2 separate regions of the Mus musculus genome follow, and region 1 is linked to region 2. The links are chromatin contacts, called in public HiChIP or PLAC-seq maps. All regions are on one chromosome and are shown on one strand. The core of a region is the stretch at or near the end of the contact, and the rest is flanking DNA. Distances in the headings are between cores, read along the strand shown.

Evidence for each region. HiChIP or PLAC-seq counts read pairs in DNA pulled down with a chosen protein or histone mark.
Region 1: a FOXA1 HiChIP or PLAC-seq map of pancreatic cancer cells shows a contact between it and region 2. The contact joins two enhancer-like sites. A contact is called at or near these places in 1 of 15 datasets of contacts at CTCF or cohesin (large pre-B cells), 19 of 484 Hi-C or Micro-C datasets (the AML12 cell line, B cells, CD4 T cells and 14 more), 2 of 115 datasets of contacts at active chromatin or transcription factors (heart atrium and pancreatic cancer cells) and 2 of 9 other capture datasets (adipose tissue and pancreatic islet).

Annotation. Positions count from the first base shown.
Region 1 is chr5:21,143,078-21,146,268 of GRCm38.p6, forward strand. It overlaps Gm42222 (a long non-coding RNA gene), which reads left to right. Exons shown (of 3, transcript XR_880865.1): 3 at 1,385-1,884. Among named protein-coding and RNA genes, the nearest start is that of Gm42222, 6.6 kb to the left of the region's middle. Within about 2 kb of position 1,609, at least 113 of the 459 cell types and tissues checked have an H3K27ac peak or open chromatin away from gene starts, as enhancers often do. A contact at or near this core is called in pancreatic cancer cells, where this site is marked.
Region 2 is chr5:20,924,029-20,927,339 of GRCm38.p6, forward strand. The region is part of intron 2 of Rsbn1l (round spermatid basic protein 1-like); the gene reads right to left. Among named protein-coding and RNA genes, the nearest start is that of A630072M18Rik, 25 kb to the right of the region's middle. Within about 2 kb of position 1,608, at least 20 of the 459 cell types and tissues checked have an H3K27ac peak or open chromatin away from gene starts, as enhancers often do. A contact at or near this core is called in pancreatic cancer cells, where this site is marked.

The DNA.
Region 1 (3,191 bases), core at 359-2,858, 220 kb after region 2:
GATCATCTCGGTGAGCCTTCCTGCTGCGACCTTTAGCGCTCACCCATCCTTACCTGGGCTCCGATATTCGCCACCATCTAACATACTTACCTACCATACGCCTCCCCTCTAGAATATGGAATGTAGTTCCCAGGAGGGCAAGAGCTTTTGACTGTTCCACCCTCAACACACAAGAGAGTACTTGTCTCAAAGTAAGTGCTAAGGCAATGTTTGTTGAATGAATGAATGAATGAATGAATGAATAAAACATAGATAAGCTGTGGCCCTTGTGCATTTGCAACTCTTCACAAACAGCAAATTGTTCATCAAAACATTACAGGAAAAATTCGGAAACTTTTGAATTGTCTGCTGATGAGGACTGTTGTTTTAATGTAAAACGAATATCCTTTTTTTCTCTTTCCTCAAGCGTTTGCTCTGCCGAGTCTCTGGCTTCTCTTCCTCCCCAGTCTCCACACAGGTGTTACGACGGGGCATCCTGCTTCGGTTTCCTGTCTTGGCTCATCTTCGTCTGTGCACAATCTCGTCTACTTTTATGGCTCCCATTATTTCGTGGCCTTGGATTTCTCTCCAACTTACAAGTCCAGCATTGACATTTATTGTTGGTCTAAGTTTTGTTTTTCTGGGCTGAGCCACCTTTCAAGATCTTAAACCTCATTGCTTAAAGCCAGATTTATCTTTTTTCCCCCTTAAAACTGGATCCTGTTCCAGCTATCTATTTCTGCTAATGATCTTGCCTTCTTCTAAGTCTGGAAGCATTTCAAGGCTTATAGTCATGAAATGTTACATAATGCGTCTTCACACTGTCAAGTCTGTTTCTTAGTCTCCTAGAGAAGTCACCTTCCTTTTTTCCTCTGAGATCCCGTATTTTAGCACACTGTGAATCAGCTGGTGGTGCTGGTCCACTGGGCCTGTTCTGGGCTAGCAGTGCTCATCTGAGTCTAGTCTTCTGTTTCACCGCTAAAGAGTCAATTCTGTTTCAGAATACAGACCTGACATTGTCCAGGTTTATTTATTTATTTATTTATTTATTTATTTATTTTTAAAGAAAAGACCTTTTCTAGGTCATAGAAAATTCAACTAGTCACAAAAAGAATTTAAAATATGGGTCAGTGGGTAAACATTCCCAAGAACATGGGTTCAGTTCCCAGACCTGCTGTAGTATAGGTGAGCCTACACTCACAAACACACATCATACATACATGTGCACACATATACAATAATAATAAAAAATAAAAAGTCAAATCAGTCGTCATGATTAACTCAGATTGATTATTAACATTGTGATGCATATATAGCCTTTTGGTTTTCTTTCTCTGTCCAAGTTATGATTATATTTTTAAACCATGAAGGGATTCTTTATATCTTTTTTGTTATTGTTGTTCAGTTTGCAGACTTGCTCCCTGAGTTTGCTGGACTTCCGTACCTTTTTCACTATGTGATGCTGTTTTTACGTGACTGCTCCTACGAGGGGGGCTAAGGACTTGGTACAGCCGAGCAGATGCATCCTCTCTGGACTTTGATTCCTGAGCTGTTGACTCAGAGCAGCAGGGATGACGGATGACGCAGAGTCCACTGTGGCCTGGGCAGCAGCTATGGCAGCTGCATCCGGTTTCCAGTTGAGAGAAAGACAGCTGTTCTGAGGCAGTATGCAATGTCCTGCATCCAAGGACTTCGCAGTGTGAGCCACGGGGTCAGCCTTTGGCAGCTGGGCTGGTGACTTCATGGGAGCAGCCCTGTGGAATGCAAGGGTGTGACTCTTGCCTGGATGATTCTCCTTCCCACCTCTGCTTCTTGAATTAGCTTAAAAGTCAACTTAATTTATTGGCAACAGAAACTAAGCTGTCAACAATAGTGTGCTCTTACAATAATCCTTTCCATGTGGCTTGTGCTTGTCTGAATGCTGTCTGTGATTTAGCTTGTCATTTTTACAACAACCCTGTGAAACAGAGACTGGTATTAGCCCCATTTTATGGATGATCAAACTGAGCTATGGGAAGACTAGGTTATCCAACCAAGGCTACACAGTTGTCAGTGGTGCCTCTGAAGCTCAAACCCCTCCACTCTGGCCTCATTCTTAGGAGTGTTGATTGGTCTACATATTCTTTTATAACTTCTTTTTTCATGTGACAAAATTTAATGAGCATTTCTGTGTTGTTAAATATTCAGGTAAGTTGTATAGTGTTCAAAGGGTGATTCATGGTCTACCCAACCGACTCCCTATTGTTAAACACTAAGGATATCCTAGTGCATAAACATTTTAAGTTTTAGGCTAGCATATGAAGTCATGGCTTCATCATGCCAGTCTCACCCATGTGTCATGATGCTTCATTCTTATCTGTTCCCTTTTATACTGAGTCCTAACATCCATGACTTACTTCCTTACACTGAAGGCCCAAAAGTGGGTGGGATGTTTGGTGTCTTAGTCAGGGTTTCTATTCCTGTGCAAACATCATGACCAAGAAGCAGTTGGGTAGGAAAGGGTTTATTCAGCTTACACCTTCTACATTGCTGTTGATCATCAAAGGAAGTCAGGACTGGAACTCAAGCAGGTCAGGAAGCAGGAGCTGATGCAGAGGCCCTGGAGGGATGTTCTTTACTGGCTTGCTTCCTCTGGCTTGCTCAGCCCGCTCTCTTATAGAACCAAGACTACCAGCCCAGAGATGGTCCCACCCACAAGGGGCCCTCCCCGCTTAATCACTAATTGAGAAAATGCTCCACAGCTGGATCTCATGGAGGCATTTCCTCAACTGAAGCTCCTTTCTCTGTGATAACTCCAGCCTGTGTCAAGTCCACACACAAAATCGGCCAGTACATTTGGTCAAAGGGAAATTTAACTACCTTCTAGAAAGGCAATCCCAATTTTGTTTTTATACACAGCAATATATATGGGCATTCTGTTTCCCTGAGTTATTAACATTGAACATTTAAGTGGTATGTGTATGTGTGTGTGTGGTGAAAAATGATAGATATTTTTTCTTTTAAATTTTGAAATTCTTTAAAGATTTAAAAATACAATTTTAGGGGCTGGGAGGTAGCTTAATTGGTAAAGTGGTGGAGACAGGAATCTGATCCCTAGAACCAATGTCATAAGCCATTCTTGCTGTAGAGTGCTTATAATTCCAGCCCTGGGGAGAAGGGAAGGGGAGGCTCCCTGGAGCTGCCTGTTGTCTCTTTTGCCTAATTGGCAACTC
Region 2 (3,311 bases), core at 358-2,857:
CTCAGGTTCAATACACACACACTCACACACACAAACATACTCTCTCTCTCTCTCTCTCTCTCTCTCTCTCTCACACACACACACAAACACACACACACAGTCACTAATAAGTCTACTTTTTTTTTAAAGATTTATTTATTATTATATGTAAGTACACTGTAGCTGTCTTTAGACACACCAGAAGAGGGTGTCAGATGTCATTAAGGATGGTTGTGAGCCAACATGTGGTTGCTGGGATTTGAACTCAGGACCTTCAGAAAAGCAGTCGGTGTTCTTAACCACTGAGCCATTTCTCCAGCCCATAAGTCTACTTTTTTAAGATTTATTGATTTCATATATATATAAATGAGTATTCTGCCAACATCTATATTATGTGCACACATGCATGCTTGGTTACCAAGGAAGTCAGAAGAAGGCATTTGGATCCCCTGGGACTAGAGTTACAGACAGTTGTGATTAATCATGCTGGAAACAGTTATTAGAACCCTCTAAAAGAACAGCAAGTGCTACTTTTGAGCCATCTCTCTAAACCCAGCACAGTAAAAGTTTTAAGGAAAACCCAAAGGAAATGAGATTCAGGTAGAAAAGATTTAGGAAGGTTTCTATTTTCAAATGTTTGTTACAACGTGTAACATTAAAGAAGAAACCTATAAGGAGAGAAGAAAAGATGGACACTAAAAAAAAAGAAAAAAAAGGAAAAACCACTCTGCATACAGAGTAGTAGGCGAGTACCACCCCTAACAAGCTGAGCAGTTTTCTGCTCCACCACAGCAATACCTGACTCCACCCCCTGGCCACATCCACACAGAGGTCAACAGAGAGTGCTTTTGCTGGATAATAAAAGCCGACACAGTACTTACAAAGGCAGAGTCCCTTTTCCAAATGAAGCATGTTTTTACTTGTATAGTTACCTATATACTATACACTGAGGAGGAAGGATAGTTTTGACTTTATTGCTTTTTAAACCCAAAATTATTCTTTTAAATGAAAGTTTCATATCTCCCTCCTGAGTGATTATACACTCCTCACTTTTACTTACATAATCTTCCCAGCAACATAAAGCGGTATAAATCATTACTTATCTCCACTACAGAAATGTTTCCTTCAAATGCCCTAGCCATTTAAAGGTTACAATTTCTTTTTTTGTTTTTAAGATTTATTTATTATTATATCTAAGTACACTGTAGCTGTCTTCAGACATTCTGGAAAAGGGTGTCAGATCTCATTACAGATGGCTGTGAGCCATCATATGGTGCTGAGATTTGAACTCAGGACCTTCGGAAGAGCAGTCTTAACTGCTGAGCCATTTCTCTAGTCCCCAAGGTTACAGTTTCTAAGCCTACCTCACTCTCTGTCTTCATCTTTCACCCTTACAGTTCAAAATGTCTAATTTTTCCATCTACTTCAAAGTCCCAGTTAATATTATATATTCCTAGAAAACCTTCAGTTCAGTAGGATATTTTCATGTATACACTCTCTAGAAATCTACGTGTCAGAACATATAGCTTAAGTATCCTGAGGCCACAGACTTTTTCCTCTAATAGCATAACTATGTGTCACTGCACACACAAATAAAGACAAGACAACTAATAGACTAAGCCGGCAGGGTCAGCTGAGTAAACCCACGGAGGGAGCATGAGTCACAGCTGCTTAAAGGCTAGCTGCAGCTCTCAAGTCCTGCCTGCCTGCCTGCCTGCCTGCCTGCCTGCCTGCCTGCCTGCCTGCCTGCCTGCCTGCCTGCCTGCCTGCCTGCCTGCCTGCCTGCCTGCCTGCCTGCCTGCCTGCCTCAGAGGCTTACAGTGTAACCTGAAGCACAGTGGAAGCACAGGTGGGAATACCTGCCGACTTCAATCCCGGCTACTGTACATACAGGGTGTGATGGTGCACACACACCTCAGCTCAGAAGACCTGAGCTCAGAGCCCAGCACCCACATGGCAGTTCACAGCTTCCTGTCACTCCAGTTACATGGGATCACACACTTTGTTCTGATCTCTACCAGCACTAGGCACAGGCACAGTATACATACATACATGAAACCGAAACACTCAAACACACAGAATAAATTAGAACAATTTTTTTTGAAAAAAAAATGAATAAAGAAAACAGCAGCCAGGCATGGAGGCACATGTCCTTAAATCCTAGCACTCTAGGGGCAGAGGAAGGCGTTCTACATGATTTGTAGACCAGCCTAGGCTAAAAGAGCTCATGGTCAGCCAAGACTACATAATGAGAGCCTGTCTCAATTTAAAAAACAAAAAGCAAAAAAACCTTAAATAAATAAAATTTTTAAAATAAATAAAAGTTACAAGACCACAGGGGCAAAAGAAACAAAAGGATTGAGAACATCAACCAAGAAGTCATCTACTAATAGGTGATATATTTCTTTTAAGGTGTAAAGAACGTTATAGAAAAGAAAACTCTAAGTATGCAGAATTGGCTCAGTGGTTAAAACATCTGCTGCTCTTCCAAAGGACCTACGTTCAGTTTCCAGCACCCACACTGATTGGCTCACAGCCACCTATAAACTCATCTGACAGACACCCTCTTCTGATTTCTGAAGGCACTACATATACACAGTATATACTCAGGCAACATACTAAAATAAACAAATCTCTGAGTGTAAAATTCTGACTTGTACAAAAGTTTATTATGTAAAGAAACAAAAAATATTTATAAATGTGACAAACAATGAAATAAAGATGGAGAGTTCACGTATACCATAAGTAACGTAAACTAGTTGCTATGTTTCATATCCGATATTGCAGGGTTTTTCCCCTTGTGAACATAAATGTTTATCCACACCCAAATTTACTGAAATAAATCCAAGTCAAAGGGTTGATTGATTAGATTAACCATCTAATTTAACAGGCCAGCCAATGGCTTCCCAGCTGCCTAATGAGAACATCACTGATTCAGACATTCCTAAGTAAATCTGAGATTGTTTTTATTTCTATTGTAACATAAATTGTTTTTATATGATTTATGATGTTACTGCCCAACATTCTACAACAAAATTCTTCCTACTCTTCCCCATGTATAAACAGTAACAGAATACAGTTTAACATGGAAACAAGAAACAAAGAGGATGTTTTTGTATTTTTTTTAAAGCTAGAGAGGATACTCGTAAACAAGGAAGAGAGAATAAAAGAGCATCCCTCCTGGTTTGGCGCTTGGCGGGGGCGGAGTAACTGCTCCCTCTCAGTCCTTCTCTGATGAACGGTTATGCTCCAGTGTCTGTAAGGAGGGATGTCACCATCCTACCATGACAAAATTGCTTTAGCCTCTTATTTCCAATTATATAAATATGGTT